Linked DNA regions of Mus musculus: region 1 is linked to region 2. The links are chromatin contacts, called in public Hi-C maps. All regions are on one chromosome and are shown on one strand. The core of a region is the stretch at or near the end of the contact, and the rest is flanking DNA. Distances in the headings are between cores, read along the strand shown.

The links. Hi-C and Micro-C count contacts between places; a contact is called where the count stands out from the background.
Region 1: a Hi-C map of bone marrow-derived macrophages shows a contact between it and region 2, with 32 read pairs. The contact joins the enhancer-like site here to the promoter of 1700001K19Rik in region 2. A contact is called at or near these places in 13 of 39 promoter capture datasets (the C10 cell line, the HPC-7 cell line, cranial neural crest and 8 more), 1 of 15 datasets of contacts at CTCF or cohesin (large pre-B cells), 10 of 484 Hi-C or Micro-C datasets (bone marrow-derived macrophages, embryonic stem cells, induced pluripotent stem cells and 3 more), 21 of 115 datasets of contacts at active chromatin or transcription factors (bone marrow-derived macrophages, craniofacial prominence, embryonic basal ganglia and 13 more) and 4 of 9 other capture datasets (adipose tissue, liver, macrophages and 1 more).

Annotation. Positions count from the first base shown.
Region 1 is chr12:110,820,475-110,827,373 of GRCm38.p6, forward strand. Mok (MOK protein kinase) reads right to left here. Exons shown (of 12, transcript NM_011973.2): 4 at 5,968-6,038. Among named protein-coding and RNA genes, the nearest start is that of Mok, 17 kb to the right of the region's middle. Within about 2 kb of position 2,262, at least 6 of the 459 cell types and tissues checked have an H3K27ac peak or open chromatin away from gene starts, as enhancers often do. A contact at or near this core is called in bone marrow-derived macrophages, where this site is marked.
Region 2 is chr12:110,677,527-110,684,503 of GRCm38.p6, forward strand. 1700001K19Rik (RIKEN cDNA 1700001K19 gene) reads right to left here and starts at 5,093. Exons shown (of 6, transcript NM_025488.2): 1 at 5,045-5,093.

The sequences.
Region 1 (6,899 bases), core at 1,012-3,511, 140 kb after region 2:
AGCTTCCCTAGGCTAGCCCATCCACATTCTGTAAGAGAGGGAAATGGACCACATGGGGCCCCACCCCTCCCTCAGGACCTACACGCAGTTTCTGGAGACATTTTCCTCAGTGGCAGATCTTCTGGTCAGTGCCCATGCTCCCTCAGACAACCCCTCAGCCATGCTCTGACGAGCAACCCTAAGCTCACCCTAAGCTCACTGGGTCTCACACACAGAAAGAAACCAGCACACCCATGATACACACATATGCATGCAAGCAGACACTTACACACATAGGGCAAAACCAACTATTTCCTTAGAAGACGGAAAGAGGGAGAGGGTTAGTGGGGAACAGGAGTGGGATTAGCAGGAGAGGGACAAAGATGGTAGAGAGGGCAGATAAGATCAAAGCGTATCATAGACATGGATGAAAATGCCAGATGAAAGCCATCATTATGTATCATTTAATACAGGTCCATAAAACCCACAAAACCCCTAGTAGGATGGTGTCATCGTTTCAGAAAGAAACACTCCAGTGACAAGTGTTGTCTCACACACATGCTGAATGGCAGAACCTGACAGTCAGGGAAACAAAGCTGTCAGTCATTCTGAGTCGGACATTCAGAAGGAAACTACTAGGAATGCTGTATAACCAAGACAGCCAGGGGAGCTGGAGACTGGTGCAGTGGTTAACTTAGATACCACTCTTGCAGAGACCGGAGTTCAAGTCCCAGCACGCCGTCAGGTGCTCCCAACAATCCGAAACTTCAGTTCCACTCCAGGGGATCAGATGCCCTCTTCTGACCAACGTGCATACACATGGCTCATGTGTACACACACAGAGAAGAAAAAATAATTTAAAATGCAAAGTAGTTGTGTTGTGTATGTGTATGTGTGTGTGGGGGGAGGGGGTTGATACAAGGTTTCTCTGTGTAGCCTTGGCTGTCCTAGAACTTGCTCTGTAGACCAGTCTGGCCTCAAGCTCACAGAGATCTACCTGCCTCTGCCTTCTGAGTGCTGGGATCAAGGTATGAGACACCACTACCCAGCACAAAAGAAGTGTTCAATAAAAAAACCTAGCCAACAGTTTTCCTTCATACATGCGTACAGGGAAACTAAAGGATCCTCTTAATCAAGGTAGGATTAAATGTGCTAAATACTGGATCTGAACTGGTGCTATCCTTGTTGGTCCTCAGGGGCCACCTGATGAAGTGTCGCTCACTTGGTACAGCAGCTTGTGCACTACAGCTCTGCTTCATGCTGGTGAGTCACAACACACCGGCTACGCGGGGGAACGATGGATGCAATATGACCTCAGTCAAGCCGACTCTGGTTGGTTTCTCTTACCTTGTTTCATTCTCCCAATATCATGGACTGCTTTTAGGATGCCCGATTCACCCACAGAGCCCCTGAAAGCTACAACCCTAAAGTGGCACAGCCCTGCCACTAACCAAGGGCAGCTTGTCTTCTAAATGGTCTTCTGAGCCAGCCTCTTCCTCTTGAAATGAGGTAAACACAGGCTGTTGCCACTAGAGGGTCTCAGGGTTTAGGACACTAAGCATTCAAAAGGAGGGAGGGGACAGGTGAGGAGCAACAACTGTGCAGCCAGGGGTGCAGCCTCAGCAAGCAGCATCCTTGGTTCTGCTTCCCAGAGACCTGCCTGCCTCCTCCCAGAGGCTGCCTCTCCACCCAGGGCCATCCTGTATCCTCTGAATTACCACCTCTGCAACGGCCGAGGCAGGACCTTCCAGGGAAGCCTAGAGTCTCCAGTTCCCATCAGCCCTGCCTTCCCTGGCACCTGCTGGACAAAGGAAAAACAGCCACAGGACCCCTTCTTCTAGCTATTTCTGTAATAGACTACATGCATCTTGAATGTCAAAAACCACACCTACGATGCCGAGTCTCCACCTTCTCAGATTCGTGCCCACCCCAGACCTCACACATGGTACATGTGAGTGGCTACTCACCAAAGCCAGCATGATGTGGCCCTCAGCTCCGTGGTTGTTCTTTTGTGTGTGACAGGGCTACTATGTGCTCTACTGGACAGAGGAAGCAGTTATTCAAGTCATGTGACCTCTATCTGAAGCGAAAGCTTTAGTGACCGAGAACTCTTAGGAAGTCTGCATCATTATCATGAGAAGCAACAGTCTGGAGAGGCACTCACGGAAAGCCCTGGTCACGCCAGGGGCACAGTGAAGGAGTCACAGACCTGAGTGATCACTGATGTGCGGCTCTGGCCTCTCTGAAGAGCTTTACCCTGGATTACTACCTCTCCTTCAGTCCTTGCTTAGCCCATCTGTGGAGAGGACACAGACAGGGCCAGTGCCTGGACATGCTTGGGGACTCGGACTCTGGAGCCGGGCTTAGCTCCAAGGACTTCTACCACTTAAGGTGGATAGCCTTAGGCAAGTTGCTTCTTTTTCTGGACTTTGATTTCCTCATTCTTTTTTTTTTTATTTATTATTCGTAAGTACACTGTAGCTGTCTTCAGACACACCAGAAGAGGACATCAGATCAGATTACAGATGGTTGTGAGCCACCATGTGGTTGTTGGGATTTGAACTCAGGACCTTTGGAAGTACAGTCAGTGCTCTTAACCGCTGAACCATCTCTCCAGCCCCTGATTTCCTCATTCTTAAAGTGAGATATGAACATCAGGCCTTGGAGTGGGGGACACTGGGTAATTAATACATTTCTATAAATATTAAAAGCAGCACCTGAGCTGGGCAGTGGTGGCGCACACCTTTAATCCCAGCACTCGGGAGGCAGAGGCAGGTGGATTTCTGAGTTCAAGGCCAGCCTGGTCTACAAAGTAAGTTCCAGGACAGCCAGGGTTATACAGAGAAACCCTGTCTCGAAAAACCAAAAACCAAACCAAAACAAAACAAAACAAAAAACAGCCAGCACCTGAGGGCTAGAGTGATGGCTCAGAAGTTGGAATCACTGGCTGCTCTTTCAGAGGTCCTAAATTCAATACCCAGCAACACATGGTGGCTCACAACCATCTATGATACGATCTGATGCCTTCTTCTGGCACACAGGTATACATGCAGCTACAGCACTCAAATACAAAAAATAAATCAATAAAAAAAAAAAAGAAGAAGAAGAAGAAGAAGAAGAAGGGCACCTGGGTAGTGTGACCAGCCCAACTGGTCAGCTACAGCAGCAGCCTGCACATCATCAACTCTAAGACACCTGCCTACGTGTGTTACTAACTCTGTGTCATGCTATGTATTCCAGTCATAAATGCCTTATACATGCTGCCAGCTGTTCTATCCTGACTCTAACATCTGGAATGCTGGCTATGGCTGGCAACAACTTAGATTCAGTGCAGACAAAAGAGCCCTGGGCTTGTGAAAAACACTCAACATTCAAGTTAAAGCCACAACCCCCTATTAGGCATTTACAGAAAAGGGCTTCTCACTGTAAATCCGTATCCCTCAGAGTTCAGAAGCAACTTGCCAGGACAAAGTGTGTGGCACAGGCCTTTAATCCCAGCAGCTAGTGCTCGGGAGGCAGAGGCAGGAGGATCTCTGTGAGTTCAAGACCAGCCTGGTCTACAGAGCCAGTTCCAGAGAAACCCTGTCTTGAAAAAAACTAAGAGAGGGAACATTGGAGAGGGGGAAGGGGGAGGGGGGAGAAGAATGGGGGTAGAAGTGAGAGGGAGAGAGGGAGAAGGGAGAGGAGGAGAGGGGAAGAGAGGAGAGAGGGAGGGAGAGCGACTAGAACTACCAGCAGCATCCAGAAGCCCAACCAGCCTGAGAGCAGCACCGTGAACACACGCCATTTAGAAGACCAGCTGCCCTTGGTTAGTGGCAGGGCTGTGTCACTTTAGGGTTGGAGCTTTCAGGGGCTGTGTGGGTGAATCAGGCATCCTAATTCTTTTACACACACAGGTAACAAAATCCTTGCTTGCCCTACCTCCCCTCTGAACCTCAACCTCTTGGTTACCTGCTTTTGGCTGGCTTCAAAAATCATCCCTCTGGAGATTCTGCAGACTAATGAAATACTATTTTTCCTACTATTTTGCTGTACATAACTCCTTTGACAAGTGGATCATGGTAATAACAGTTGCCCACTTTACTTTTTGGAGACCTTTAGTCCACTTTGTTAAAATCACTGCCTCTTCACTTGGGCCTAACACAGTGTCTGGGGATGAAAACTTCACCTTTAGATCATATGATGACCTCATTTCTGAGCCTGTGTCCCAGAAAAAGCCATGCCATTTAATTACCTGTGCACAGACCTCTGATTGCTCTACCCCAACACTTCATCCTACCCTCCTCTGTCCCAGAATAGCCCCAGGTCCTATCAACAGATTTGAAGATTTGGCTATTCATCATCCTTGACCACCTTGAGAGTAAACTGCCTTTTGTACTCTGCAGAGCAGGCAGATAAGATGTGCCTGTCAACAATGACTGTCTGCTGAACTAACTGTGTGTCTTGCACAGTCTCTGTAGGTAGATACAGAAAGAAATGCTTCAGTTTCTTCAATTATACACTTTCTAGCTATTGGAAATTAAAGATATTACTTTCTAAGCCAAGCTTTCGCAACTGTCTAAACACATAGCAACACAGACATTTCTCCTTGAGTATAAAGTATAAATATCACACCCTGGGAAGTAAAATAAGGTTTCTAATATTAAGGATACACCCTTCAGACACAGAGAGAATTGCTGCTAAACAACCAAAGGACGTGACTGGGCAGGCTCCTCTGCTTGTGTTTGGTTTTGAGATAGAGTCTCATTACATTACATAGCTAAGGACTTGCCCTGTGGTCTGTGCTGTAGCTAAGGACTTGCCCTGTGGTCTGTGCTGTAGCTAAGGACTTGCCCTGTGGTCTGTGCTGTAGCGAAGGACTTGCTCTGTAGATGCTGGCCCTGCCTCAGCCACCTGTATCCTGGGACTGCAGGTGTGAGCTGCCACACTCGGCCTACAGATTCACTGAAATGAAAACTGCTGATGGTGGGTGCTGCTAGGTGGCAAAGCCCTGGCCACATTCTTTAGTCTGGCCTCAGTTGTGCGAGGTGATGATTTACATCATATTTGATGGTTTCACCAGTGCTACCACAAGTAGGATGGTGTCACATGACTCTACACGTCCTTTTTCACTTCTTTCATCCTCTTATTTAAAATTTTCAGTACTAGGGATTGGTCACAGGCTTTTTGCATGCCAGGCAAGCGTTCTACCACTGAGCTAACATCCTCAGGCCTTTTGTTTTTAACACTTTGAGACAGAGGCTTGCAACTTAGCCCTGGCCTTAGGTCTTGGCAGTCTCCATCATTCTCTCAAGAAGCCTGGATTGCAGGTGTTCCACCAGGCCTGGCTGCTGTTTTGCTTGATTCAGTTTTTCATGTGTCTTCTGGTACCATGTAATCTATAAGACAGAACATCCCCTCTATTGCTTTCTTAGCTGCATTCCATCAATTACATCTAACAGAACCTCCAAGTCAGACTCTCGGGGACACCTGCTCAATAAAGGCCAAGCTTGCCTCCTGACCCCTCAGGTCCCTCTGCAAGCATCCAAGGCCGTGACAGGTCATCTCAGGCAAGCGAGCTTTCCTGAACAGTGCTTCATGTTCAGAGGAAAGGAACAGAAGAACTTCCTGAAATATCAGCTAGTTCTGGCTCCAAATGGGAAGAGAGAGGAGCCTTCCCCATGAGAGCCAGGGTAGAGCTTGGGCTTCTTGGATGCACAGAAGAAAATGCAGAGGAAAGCAGGGAGCAGTGACATGAAGTACCCTCAGAGTGCAGCCTTGTGCAGACGGCTAGTCTCAGCTAAACCACAGGGCCTCCTAGAAGGCTTGTGGCTCCAGTCACCCCTAAGACATTGTGAGAATAATGCCTTCTGGGCCCAAGGGTGGCAGCTTTGTACTGTATACTTCCCTATCTAGAGTCACTCTGCACTGCAGTGACTACAAGACACGTACAACCACAGACATTTGTTACAAGATCATCTCAGATTACCTTTCAAAACACTCACCTACCTCGTATTAGCTCATAAATATTCATGTCCATAAGTTCACATATTAGTGCAAGAGAACCAGATTTTCTGTCACTGCAGAAGAAAGCAGGTTTTAAATACTTTTTCTTGTCTTAATCGGAAAACATAATCAAAGCTCTTAATAGGCATTTGTACACATTTCTGGTAAATAAGGTATTCCCACAAGAGACCATTTGGGCCATGAAATTATTAAAACAGTATATAGGTTTTAAGTTCAAATCAATATTTAGGCTGAAATTGATCCAAAATACTATTAAAATTCTAAAGAAGAGCTCTAAAAACACCTTGAAAGGGGTATTTCATGAAAACAGGACACTAATTACCAGCAGAAACAAGGAAAGAGCTTGGGGGCTGGTTACGCAAGACAACAGACAATGAGCTGAGGGCGTGCTTAGTGGCGGCACCTTCACTTTCTCACCAGCTTGGCTTTTGGAGACAGGGTCTCTCCATTATGTAGCTCTGGCCAGCCTGGAATTCACTATGCACATCAGGCTGGCCTCAAACTCAAAGAGTCTTGAATTCATAGAGATCTACCTGCCTCTGCCTCCCATCAAAGACGGGTTCCATCACACCCAGCAACATGTTTAGTTTTGAATGACGTATTAGTGTGTTTGGGATAACTTACAATAAAAACAGGAGAAAAGGCAGACAAGTGTCTTCATTCATGCGATGTTCAGGTCTGACACTGAGTGGGCCAGAGGCTCTGGACTGCCACAAGCTTCTCCCGATCTTACTTAGACCCTAGGCACGGGAACTACCTTGCTCCGTGCTGTTCTGTCTGTCTTCCTGGGCTCCCTCTGCCTAGGCAGTCTGTCCTGGGCTCAGAGACCTTGGTGCTGTGCATATCACAAGTGAATGCTGAGCTGACTTCTAAGAACACTGTAGGCCGAGAGGCCACACACCTGTGACCAGACC
Region 2 (6,977 bases), core at 3,843-6,342:
GGTGCACCTGAGCTGTGGTAGACATGTTGGGGTCAGAGGGCAACTTCTGTTAGTCAGTTCTTCCTACCACAGTACTGAGGATTGACCTCAGGCCTGCACAGGGTAATGGCACTTTTACCCACAAGGCATCTCACCAGCACCCCTGCAAGGTCACTAGTAAGCCATCTCCTAAACCTCTCTACTCTGCTTTTACCCCACCCTGTCCCATCCCTAGGTCCCTTTGTCCCTGCACGAAGCTGCTTCAGGCCTCATTGCAGCTCCAGGGTGGCCCTGCAGCCCCAGAACTAGTAAGGCTTGCAGAGTCTCAGAGGCCTTATCTAGGGGCACTCTGAGGTGGGGGTGGGCTGGTGGGACAGGTTGAACCACTGCCTTTACAATACCACACTGCCTCACAATCCTTTTGTTTGTTTGTTTTTTGTTTGTTTTTGTTTTTGTTTTTTGTTTTTCTTTCTCGAGACACGGTTTCTCTGTGTAGCCCAGGCTGTCCTGGAACTCACTTTGTAGACCAGGCTGGCCTTGAACTCAGAAATCCACCTGCCTCTGCCTCCCGAGTGCTGGGATTAAAGGTGTGCGCCACCACGCCTGGCTCGCCTTTACAATCCTTAGGGCTGGGAGGATAATAAAATATTTGCCTTTGCTTCATGTTTGAAAACTACATAAAGAACATTCTAGAGGTCAACACATCCTCCTGAAGTTACTAAGTCTTCACCTCCAGGACAATTCTATTTATTAATCTCCAACCCTGGGCACCTTGTGTGCTGCTCACTAAACATCTACCTAACCCCTGACAGGTCATGTGGCCCAAGATTGCCATATTACCCTGATCTCGTCTCCAATGGTATAGCCAGACCCACTGCCCACCTTCCCAGTGCTGTCTCCAGTGTGGACCTCTCCCTGACTCCCTTTCATTTACTCCAGCTGTCCTAGGCTTTTTTTTTTTTTCCCAATTTTAAACTGTTTTGTTTGTGTCTAAACTGGAGGCCCCATACATGGCTGCAAATTCCTAGCAGGTATGTTTTTGTATTTATTTTTTTAATGTTTTAAACATGATCTCCTATAGCCTAGACTGGCCTCAAATCTTAAACTATGTAGCCAAAGATACCTCCATCTTCCAAGTTCTGGATTATGGCATGTGCCACCAGACCCAACTTATGAGGTGCTGGGGATCAAACTCAAGCCCCCACACATGGCAGGAGGTACCCCAGCCAGTGAGCTACATCCTCAGCCCAACTGAGCTGTGCTCGCCAGCCGATGGCCAATGGCCAATGGCCTAGGGCTCCTGGAAGCCCTTGGTCTCAGGTTTCATCCCCTCCCAAGCACCCACACAGACACACACCACACAGGCAGAGCGTTCACATCCATCCGTCCGACACACGCAGCAGCATCCTCCTCCTGGATTTCCTTGAATTGTGACTGCATTGTCCACAGGCCTGTCCTCAAAGCCAGTCATAGCTCTGATGAACAGTCAGTGTACAATATCATGTTTGCTGGTTATGACTGCCATGGGCTCCACAGAGAACTCAAACCCAGTATATCCCAAGTCACCTGTCTTGTCTCCCAAATGTGCACCTCCATTCACACACAGCATCTCCTACTGCTAGAGTGCTCCCTCACACCAAGGAGGGACTCATATTTATTTCATTTATATGAGTACACTGTAGCTGTCTTCAGACACACCAGAAGAGGGTGTCCGATCCCATTACAGATGGTTGTGTGCCACCATGTGGTGGCTGGGAATTGAACTCAGGACCTCTGGAAGAGCAAGCAGCCAGTGCTTATAACCAATGAGCCATCTCTCCAGCCCTGTATTTATCTTTTTGAGACAGGGTTTCTCTGTGTAAACCTGGCTGTCCTGGTACTCACTCTGTAGACTAGTATTGTGGATTGTCTGTTTTTCCTGCCCCCTCAAAGAGGTGCATGTACGAAGGTGAGGTCAGCTGAAATCTTATTAGTCAGATAAGGCTAGACCTGTGATTGGGCAGTGAAAAAAGAAGGTAGAACTGAAAGTTTTAGAGAAGGGACACAGAGAGAGACAGAGACAGAGAGAGACATGGGTGGGAGGCAGAAACAGGAGAGACAAGACGGTACCTAAAGGAGAGGGTGACCAGCTAGAACCACGTGCCACGTGGTCCTAGGAGCCATAAGTAACTGGGGATTGCTTTGATAGACAATTGAGTAATGTAGGGCACATCTGTCCAATCTAGGTGTGCAGCTTGTATCTATATCAATTGAGTTACGAGTTCTTTGTATGGGCATTTTGGAGGTCGAGAATTTACTGTTATAAATCTGGATGGTAAATTATCAGCCTCTGTAGGCACATGGGAAGTCACAGGGGGCAGCAGGCCTTGGGAACCAGGGCATACCACCGTTTTGGGACTCCCCATGGAGGTGGGGAGACCTGCCAGCACATAGCTGGCTATAGCGTGGATTGTTTTATACAACTACACATTATAGACTAGGCTGGCTTCAAACTGAGAGATCTGTAGTGCCTCCCCAGTGCTGGGATTAAACGTGTGTGCCATCACCACCTAGCAGGAAAAAAAAAAAGCTTTAAAAAAGAAAAGAAAGGCTGGGTGTGGTGGCGCATGCCTTAAATCCCAACATTCGGGAGGCAGAGGCAGGCAGATTTCTGAGTTCAAGGCCAGCCTGGTCTACAAAGTGAGTTCCAGGACAGCCAGGGCTATACAGAGAAACCCTGTCTCGGAAAAACAAAAACAAAAACAAACAAACAAAAAGAAAAAAGAAAAGAAGAGAAAAGAAAAGAACAGAACAGAACAGAAAAGAAAAGAAAAGAAAAGAAAAGAAAAGAAAAGAAAAGAAAAGAAAAGGGCTGGAGAGATGGTTCAGTGGTTAAGAGCACCGACTACTCTTCCGAAGGTCCTGAGTTCAAATCCCAGCAACCACATGGTGGCTCACAAACATCTGTAATAAGATCTGACGCCCTCTTCTGGTGCATCTGAAGACAGCTACAGTGTACTACATATAATAAATAAATAAATCTTTTAAAAAGAAAAGAAAAGAGAAAAGAAAAGAGAAAAGAAAAGAAAAGAAAAGAAAGAAAAGAAAAGAGAAAAGAGGGCTGGAGAGATAGATGGCTTAGCGGTTAAGAGCACTGACTGCTCTTCCAAAGGTCCTGAGTTCAAATCCCAGAAACCACATGGTGGTTCACAACCATCCATAATGAGATCTGACTCTCTCTTCTGGAGTGTCTGAAGACAGCTACAGTGTACTTACATATAATGAATAAATCTTTTTAAAAGAAAAGAAAAGAGAAAAGAAAAAAAAGAATCTTGGGGTTAGCCCCACAGCTGCAAGCTGGGTGGATCACCTCAGTCACTGGGGATTCATTTAAGCATTGGACACCTTCCTGAGAAAAGAGGGAGAGGAGAGTTGCTGGAGGGGTGGCGCAGGGGTGAGGAGTGGCTGCTCTCCCCGAGGACCCAGGTTCAATTCCCAGCACCCACAGGGCAGCTCACAACCATCTGTCCAGTTCCCATCTGACTCCCTCTTCTAGCCTCAGCAGGCACTGCACTCACATGATACACAGACAGACAGACAGACAGACAGACAGACAGACACTCAGACTTAAACAAAAAATAAAATAAAACAAAACAAAAAACCCTTCCTTGACAAATTTTTCTAGTGAATCTTTTTTTCAGGGAGCACAGATTATTATAACACCTCAGTAAAGAGCTACTAACTAGCGAACAAACTCAATGCAAACGATAAAAATGAGATGTCTGTCAACAAGGCAGCCGCAGGAACAGGCTGCGAGTGTTCCCAGGGGCCCCTCCCTTCTTGAGGAGGGCAGAGGGCAGCTGTTGCTTAGCCTGGTGATGTCATCTTTCACCCCCACCCCACCCCCAAACCCTGTCACAACCCCTGGGGCTGTGTCCAGAAAGACAAGCTGGAAACCTGGCTGCAGTCCCAGAAAGTGGGAGTGAATCTCGGGGCGCAATCTCCTGGGAGAAAGGTGGGCTTAGCCCAAAGAGGGATCAGAGCTCACATAGAGTGGCTTCCTCCGGCTGGAGAGATGGCCCAGTGGATAAGAGCACTGGCTGCTCTTCCAGGGGTCCTGAGTTCAATTCCCATGGTGGCTCACAACCATCTGTAATGGGATCTGATGCCCTCTTCTGCTGTGTCTGAAGACAGCTACAGTGTACTCATATAAATGAAAATAAATAAATCTTAAAAATAAAAATAAAAATGGCTTCCTCGCAGAGGAACTCAGCAAGTGCAAGGCAGACTTTGGTAAGGCTGCAAATGGGGCTTCAGTTCTGATTCCAAGTCAGTTTTGTCTAGAGGAAACTTCAAGTAAAAATAGTATTTTATTTTAGACTCCCCACCCCCACCCTGCCATGGCTTTGCATGTAGATGCTAATCCATCACGTTAATTCCAAGGTGCCCCAGAATTCTCCTATGGGTTCAAGGGGGAGGAGAGGGGTGCTCAGCTCTGGGCAGAGCCCCTGCTCTCTCAAAGCTGCTCAGCATTATGCATCGCCTGGCCCTTCTCAAACCCCAGTCTTCATGCTCAGGGCAAATGAGGAACCAACCCCTGTCATCTACCCACTTCACAACGAGGTTCCCTGAAACAGCAGAGCCCTGGAGAAGGCAGGAGGGCAGGGATACCTACTCCAAGGGGGTCACATCTTCATTGTCAAAGAATGACCTCCTCTTATCAGGGACCTTACACACACACACACACACACACACACACACACACACACACACACCCTATCCTGTCCTTTACAAGTGCCCTGTGGGGACAGTGGCTTCGGAGGTACATACCTGGTGGAACACATGTGACCACATCTGTTCAGAGATCCAAACCAGACCACACTTATTCTGTCCCCAAGAAAGTCGGCTCAAATTTAGGTGGTATAAATGACGAGGAGCCCCTAACAGTAGCTGGAGAGGGGCCACTGAGTTAGGGCTCTGTGAACCTGGTGAGGCAGCTAGAGCAATCCTGGGGCTAATGGTTATTTAAAGCTCATTGGCTCCAGGCTTCTGGTTTGGAGGACAAGGACTGCCATTCTAGACTTACCTCCTGGGTAGCATGTTCATTTTGGTCCCCAGGGAATCACTTGTGAGACAAGAAGGGAGGAGGCAGGTATCCTGTGCTTTAGGCCTGCATGATGTCACAGGTATCTCCATGGCAACCCAGTGTGACTGCTCCTGGGGCTGTGACTGGGAAGAGATCCACGTGTGCACTCCGGACCATAGGCCCTAAACCACAGTTCCCAGTTCCCCCCCTCAGTTCCCTGTGCCCCGAGTTCTGCTGCCTGCCTGCTTCACACAGCATGGGTAGTTGTCCCTATCCTGTGCATACAGGCCTGATCCTCAACAGCCACGGGGCTCCTCAAAGCCTTTCCTTCCTTGGGTGCAAGGCACTCTGCTGGGGTGCACTTAAGACCAGAGAGGCCACCAAGACTTCGAGGACTGTCTTGTGCCTTAGGATAGCTTCCAAATTCTCATTCTGGCCACACAGCCGGTTTTGTCCCACCCTGCCACCTAGTTCCTCTTATAGTCAGGTCACTAGGCCATCTCCCCTTCCAGTTGCCCACAGCTCTTCCTTCTGTGGGACACTAGGGTTAAAGGAGCCAAGCCGTCCCCTCTGCCATCTGTGCAGAGCTGTTTGCGTGTCATTATCTGGTTCCTCTTCTGCCATTCCCTAGCTGCCCTGGGGACTTTGAATCCCAATTTCTGAGCCAACTTGAACTCCCAAGACCCTCAAGCTATGGATGAGAAAGAGCGTCCCTTGGTCACCTGTGCCTTTAAAGGTGGTTCCCAGTCCCTGTGTATGCATGAGGACAGAGAAGCATTAAGGAAAAGGGAACAAGATGAGGGAATAATTCAGTAACAGGCAATGGGTTGGGAGCCTGGGGGAGTTTCTTGTCTCACTGACCCTTTGGTACCTCCGAAATACACAAATGGAAAGCCACACAGAGAAATCGTGCACACGTGGAGCCCAGTGCAAGACTCAAGGAAGGAAGCCATGTGTGGTGGCCATCCCAGGCAGGACTCAGAAGGTAGAGGCAGGAAGAGTCAAGGCCATCCTTGGCTACTTGGTAAGTTCAAGGCCAGCCTGGGCTACATGAGACCCCATCTCCACAACAAACACCTAAGGAAGTAAGAGTGGATTATTAAGGGACATAAAAGATCCCTTGAGAAACTGTATCTCTAAGCAAGAAGCTGGGACACCTGCAGCCAGTCATACCCAATCTGAGAGCCAAGACCAGCTGCAGACCAGCTGCAGTGGGCAGACACCCCTCAGGCCACATTCCAACATACTCAGAGGGCACAACCTACTGGTATTGGGTATTCTTTCTGTTTTTCCTTTATCCTTTTTTTTTTTTTTTTTTTTTTTTTTAAAGATTTATTTATTGATTATTGTAAGTACACTGTAGCTGTCTTCAGACACTCCAGAAGAGGGAGTCAGATCTCATTACGGATGGTTGTGAGCCACCATGTGGTTGCTGGGATTTGAACTCTGGACCTTCGGAAGAGCAGTCGGGTGCTCTTACCCACTGAGCCATCTCGCCAGCCCCTTTTTTTTTTTTTAAGACTAGTCTTTCAAAAGTTATTTTAAGTGTTATGAGTGTCTTGCCCATGTGCCTGCCACTGGATGCCAGAAGAGGGTGTCAGATTCTCTGCAAGTGGGGTAAGATGGTTATAAGCCACCAGATGGATGCTGGGTACTGAACCTGTGTCTTCTGCAAGAACAGCACGTGGTCCTAACTGCTCAGCCATCTCTCCAGCCCTGTCTTTTATTCTTTTTATGCTAGAAATCTATGGCCCAGGACTGCAGAGGAAAGGCGGAAGAGTGCTTCAACCCTGGATACCTCAGATGAGGATAGCAGGAGTTAGTTACACACACACACACACACACACACACACACACACACACACACGCTTCCAACCTGACACCATGAAGCCAGCTGTCCCACCATCAACCCTAGTAGGAATTTAGTACTTTT